2 separate regions of the Anser cygnoides genome follow, and region 1 is linked to region 2. The links are chromatin contacts, called in public Hi-C maps. All regions are on one chromosome and are shown on one strand. Each heading gives the region's core, a stretch centred on a gene start, on an enhancer-like site or on the middle of the called end of the contact. The rest is flanking DNA. Distances are from core to core; before and after follow the strand shown. Region 1 overlaps ABCA4 (ATP binding cassette subfamily A member 4). Region 2 holds the start of DNTTIP2 (deoxynucleotidyltransferase terminal interacting protein 2).

Region 1 (2,700 bases), core at 173-2,672, 60 kb before region 2:
TAGAACTGACAAATATGGTTTGTGTAGGAGAATTTGTGTTGTCTGTTTTACTTAATCCAGTCCTCAGATGACCTTCAGTGCAATATGTTCCAGATGCTTCAGATATGATGTATTTTTCACTGACTCAAAGTGTTCAAAGGCTGACAGCCTTTATGTACTGTTTTGCATGTATCTGAAGCACTTTCATCTTTGTATCTGTTGCTTGTCCGTGCCAGTCATTTTGTAGCTGTGGATCTCAGTGCTCCTGCTCCTGCTCCAGCTGTGCACGCAGGGACAAAGAAGGAACTCAAGTGCAGGAACTGGATGGTAAGAAGTGGAATGGTTCAGCATTCCAGCATGTGGCTATGTCTCCTGTTGTACTGCAGTCTCACCTTACAGATCACTGCTGCTGAGGTCCACTTTTCCAGCACTTGTCTAACTGCATTGGATTGTAAAATGAATAAAGTTTCTTCACACTTCTGTATACCATTGCCCCTGTTTGATATATGTGTGGTCTCAGTGTGCTTTGGAAGTCTACTGTGAATTTTCAACAACTCTGCACCAAAATGTACAATTTGGTAATGAAAACTGAAGCACATGTAGAGCAAAGGAAACTGGTTTTCTCAGAACAAGTTATTTTGGCTTTCTATGTCAAAGAAGAAATTAAGTAGATATTCCTGAAGATTTTATTGTGCTTTATTAACAGACCTGAAATAGTTTCCTGCTACCTTGTTCCAGAAGCGTAATTAGTAACATGGCCCAGTCTATTACAGGTTAACTGAGATATCTTTAAGTTGCGTAATAGAACAGTCCCCTTTCGTATAGTACAAACAACAGCTTTTGAAATCATGCTTAGCATGGTGAAATATTCATTCTTGGAACACCGTTTTGACTTTTCACAGGAGATCTGAATGAGCTAGCAGAAGTAATTCATCATCATGTCCCAGAAGCAAAATTAATTGAAAGCATTGGTCAAGAACTTATTTACCTGTTGCCCAGTAAGCACTTTAAACAGCGATCTTATGCCAGTCTCTTCAGAGAACTGGAGGAAACATTGGATGACCTGGGACTTAGCAGTTTTGGAGTTTCAGACACTCCACTTGAAGAGGTAATGACGAAATATTTGCTGGTCCTACCATCAGTCCCCAAAATGTTTTCTGAGACTGTTCCTTCTCTTAAGCATGTAACCTTACTAATTCCTACATCTCCCTTGAAACCCAGTCACATTTGGTGTGGCACACTCAGAAAATCATTGGAATGGGCATAGAGAAAGGCCTCAAATCTGACTGTGTGTTAGCCTTGTGGAGCATGACTCATTAGCCAGAAATCTCTCTCTCTGTATCTAAGTTGGATCATCTCTTTATTTTCTGAGATATTTCATAAGAGACCTCAGACTGTGTAGTAAACAAGAGTACTGAAAAGGTATCGAAATCTTTTTCTGTTGCATTAAAGGATAGTATATAGTGTTTCTGAGGTCAGGTTAATGTTCTATTCTTTACCGGATGTGCTTGTCTCTGACAGGTTTTCCTAAAGGTCACAGCAGAAGCTAGCCCTGAAATGCAAAAAGCAGGTATAAATCCATGAATCGGTATTTGATAAACTTTTCTTGGGACAGTTCTATATTCTGAATGCCAAGTAAAGAAGAGCCTCAGAATTTTTGGTCTATGTATGGTATTCTCATCAAAATACATTTTAGTCAGTAAATACCTGATTTTAGTGCCTGACATGATATCTGAGAAACCAGATGAAGTCAGCAGAAATACTTTTATTTTGATTGGATCAGGTCCATAACTGTGTAAATAAAGATGTAGTGTCCATCCCCCAGATGTCAGTGGTTTTTATAAGAAGTATTGTGTTGCCTAGAAGTCCATAAACTATCTACATGATTAACTAGTTCATCCTGCTGAGTAAGTGTATAATCTATGTGATGCTACTGGATACAGCCACACTGTAACAATTATAATTAAAGCAATCTGGTGATATGATACATACTTTTGATCAAATTTTGAGCTCAGTAAAATATTTGTGCTGTCTTCAGGTATGGAGAATAAAGTGTCTTCTCTGCCCCTCTTCATCAGGGTAATTCCTATTATTAATTGCAATTTTTAACCTAGGAGACAATCAAGCAAATGGTTCTACTTGTGGCAAAATTTCTACTGAGAACAAAACAGCTGAACAAACCCCACTGGAAACCAATGACACTTCTCAACTGCCAGTAGGCATAGCAGGAGATCAAAATGAAGGCAAAGGGTCCCGGCAGTATAAAGGTTTTCAGCTTGTATGTCAGCAGATCAAAGCACTGTTCATCAAACGGTTCCACCATGCCTCCCGCAGCCACAAGGACTTCCTAGCCCAGGTATTGACTCACTGTTGGTGTCCTTGACTCTTTCCCATAATGTTCTCAACACTGTCTTTCCTGGTAATGTCTCCATGCAAAGCAACAGAGGTGCTGCAGATAGGGAACAGGTCCCTCGCTTTTCTAATCTATGGTTCCAGCTGTTCTGTCTCTCTTTCTGCCTGTAATCTGTCATTCTCACCAAATTCAGGATTCAATCACTACTAGCCCAGCATTTTCTTTTTAACACAGTACAGTTCTGTGACAACCAGTCTTAACTGGCATTAGAAGTTAAATAGTTGATGGTTGGGAGCTAAACCAGATCTCTGTTCTCCTACTGTCCCTCCTTCATTTATGTATGTTACAAGCTGCGTACAGTGTCACTC
Region 2 (2,982 bases), core at 44-2,543:
GGGTTGCCTAGGAAACTTCCTTGCTTGAGTGCCATTCAGAAATGATGCTAACAAGGGTTAGCTTAAACTTAGGTATATTTCTTTTTGGCAGTAGTTTAATGCACTGGCTTTGGTATCTTGGGGAGATTGCTGCAGCTAAGGCAAGGCTTCTGGTTTAAAAATAGTCTTTCTATTGAAAACGCCTTTTAATTTGCTTAGCATTTTAATCAGACGATATTGCAAAAGCTCAACCTGTATTTCAGCACGGGCTCTAAGTGTCTAAAATCAAATACTCCTTTTCCTTTTGATTTCAGGTAGGAATAGGGCTTTATACTATTACTTGGTAACTTATTTGTACATATTTTGAGCTTCAGACTGTAAGGAAATAAATTTTCACCAACTTCTTTTAAATTCTGTTGTGCAGGCAGCTAGTAGAATTTAAATGCTTTTAGGCACTGTCTAGAAATATTAGTTTACTATAAACCATTCCACTAAGTTAAAATATGAATTTTGATAAAGATACCTTTGAGTCCTTAATCATCTTATCTGTATGTGGCAAACTCCAGGAAATTCTTATGGATTACTTCGATTGTTTTGATAAATAAGAGGGAGAGAACTAGAACTAGTAATGTACCAATAAAATGTTTATTTTTTTCTCCTAATCAAAATGTGTTCTTTTTTATGTCGGGTTAGTGTGTATCAGATTTTGAAAAGGAGTTGCATTTTAAACTTCTGTACTAGCTCTGAGATGAGTGCTGCTGCTGATTAACCACTCTGTAATTTCTTTGACTGTTGACATTCTGTACGGTATTAGACTTGCATGTGTGTTCAGTTTTATACATTGAAATTCCATAAAATTAGAATTGTGCTAAAAACAATGTACAGGTTGTCCTAATGAAATAATTATTTTCTTCCTGACTATAAGCTGTTAACAGGTATTTTGCTGTAGAAAAGTACCTTTTAAGACACAATATTATTTTTGTAGTGGCGCTAAGAGCATAACAGTTTATCACGTTCTCATTATTTGTGTGTCAAGGTGGGAGCGGTGGGATTTCCTTTCATGGGAAATTGGAAAAAATGAATTAAAAATTGTAGGCTTTTAATTTATGCTATGTATAACTTCTCTTTCTGTTGATAATAGTATTTTACACTGGGACTTTGTCATGAGATGGTCTTAACCGTGTTTTTACGCTCGGGGATTTCCCTGTAAAATGGCACACCTCAGCCTTTATGTAACAGAAGGGGCACTCCCTACTGCGTGGTTTGATCATCTGAAGATGCCACGTTCACAAATTTAATATAGTGGATATGGAGAGGGAGAAAAAGAAAAAAAAACAAACACCAACAACAAACAACGCACAAAAAAAACCACCACCACCGTTGTCATTAGTGAAGATACGTTAACTAACGTTACGCTTTTCCCCCTCCTCCTTTACACTTTCCTAGACCCCATTCTTGCACCACTCTTTAAGCAGAGCTAAAGGTGGACACGGGAGCCCCCGGGTGCCTTTCTCGGTGCCTTTCCGTGCCAAGCAGAGCCAGCGCTGCCGCTGCTCCGTCAGTTTCCGGCGTTCGGCTGCTTTACCTGCGGTCTCCCGCAGGCGGCCGAGCACCCTGCCGGGGCCGGACGGCGGAGGGCAGGCCGCGCCCCGCCGAGCGATCCGGAAGGGGCTGGGCACGGCGCGGCCGACAAGATGGTGGCCACCAGGCAGGCGGCGAGGCGGCAGGGGCAGGCGCCGCCGGCAGTGGGGGTCACCGGCAGCACCCCAGGGCCCCGGCCCGCCGGGGCGGCGGAGGTGAGGGAAGGGGCCGGGAGGGCGGGCGGTGGCCCCGGGCTGCGGCGGGCTGCCTGCGGCGTGAGGCGCGGCGCGGCGGCAGCCATCTTCCCTCTCCCCCATCTCTTCCCTTGCTGTTAGCTGAGCGTTTGTCTGTAGCTTTTTCACGAGACACACGCACTGTCCTGTCAATATGGACCCCTTAGATAGCATGTTTTATGGTGATCCAACGTTATGCTGTGCTTCGGGAAGATCCTGCCACTGCAGAATGCTTTTTCCACTACAGAACAAGTTTTTGTACGATTTTGTCTTGCTTTCAAGGGTAACTTACAAGCATAATTAAAGAAGCAGATTGTGGCTAGTGTTGCAGTTGCTGGGAGACCAGTCTGTTCCTAAAGCTGCTAAAAATGGATTCAGAAGCCTTTTAGGTCTAATTTTGTAGTTGAGCAAATCTGCATGTGTTTCAGAATGTCACCTCTGGATTTACTTCCCATGACAGTTTGCCAGAATTTTGTGGAATGAGACAGAAGGTATCTTTTTATTTATATTTCTTAATGCAGTGGATTTCTTTATTCTGTCTTGACCAAAAGACACTAAACAAATGGATAAGAAAGGGATGATTTATTAATGCTCCTTTGACATAGTTACTTGGAGAGTTAACACGTTATCAGCATGACTAGATTTGTGTAAAGAAAGATTGTTAGTGATTTGTGTAGCATACTTTTTTATGAGATTATCTTATCCATTAATAACAGATTTTTCATTTTCTTTCTAGGGGACATATACTGAAATTGGTACTTCTGTATCTACAAAGATGCCCAGAAGGAGTAGAGCAATTTGTAAGCCTGATGTAATTAAAGAATCTGAGCTTGAACAGGTGGAACACACAGAAGCAAAATCAGATGCTAGTGATAGCTTAGAGATAAAAAGTACTAGAAATGAGAACACAAGTGTTCATTCAGCACAATTGGCTGCCGAACCCCAGGTTGATGGGGATGTGTCAGAAGCAGAATCAAACTGCTCTGCTGTGTCTGGTCTTCAGACACCTTTGATTATAAGAGTAACAAGAAGACGACAAATTGTAGTTCCTTATCAACCAGATTCTCCTGCAAAAAAAAGACACGACAAGACTGCTTTTCTAAACGAGTTAAGCAATACTCTAGATGAAGATAATGTCTCTGAAGCTGAATCTTGTTCTGGTGTTGTTTCTGGTGTCCGGATGCCTAAC

The links. A called contact is a pair of places that touch in the nucleus more often than the background predicts.
Region 1: a contact with region 2 is called in a Hi-C map of liver, with 4 times the contacts expected there. The contact joins the enhancer-like site here to the promoter of DNTTIP2 in region 2. A contact is called at or near these places in 2 of 7 Hi-C or Micro-C datasets (both in liver).

What each region holds. Positions count from the first base shown.
Region 1 is chr8:2,378,258-2,380,957 of Taihu_goose_T2T_genome, reverse strand. ABCA4 (ATP binding cassette subfamily A member 4) reads left to right here. Exons shown (of 54, transcript XM_067001600.1): 29 at 216-306; 30 at 882-1,087; 31 at 1,501-1,549; 32 at 2,094-2,335. Among named protein-coding and RNA genes, the nearest start is that of GCLM, 48 kb to the right of the region's middle. Within about 2 kb of position 1,422, at least 1 of the 3 cell types and tissues checked has open chromatin away from gene starts, as enhancers often do. A contact at or near this core is called in liver, where this site is marked.
Region 2 is chr8:2,317,996-2,320,977 of Taihu_goose_T2T_genome, reverse strand. DNTTIP2 (deoxynucleotidyltransferase terminal interacting protein 2) reads left to right here and starts at 1,293. Exons shown (of 8, transcript XM_048067048.2): 1 at 1,293-1,775; 2 at 2,222-2,284; 3 at 2,530-2,982. The coding sequence starts at 1,674. GCLM (glutamate-cysteine ligase modifier subunit) reads left to right here. Exons shown (of 7, transcript XM_048067050.2): 7 at 1-1,086.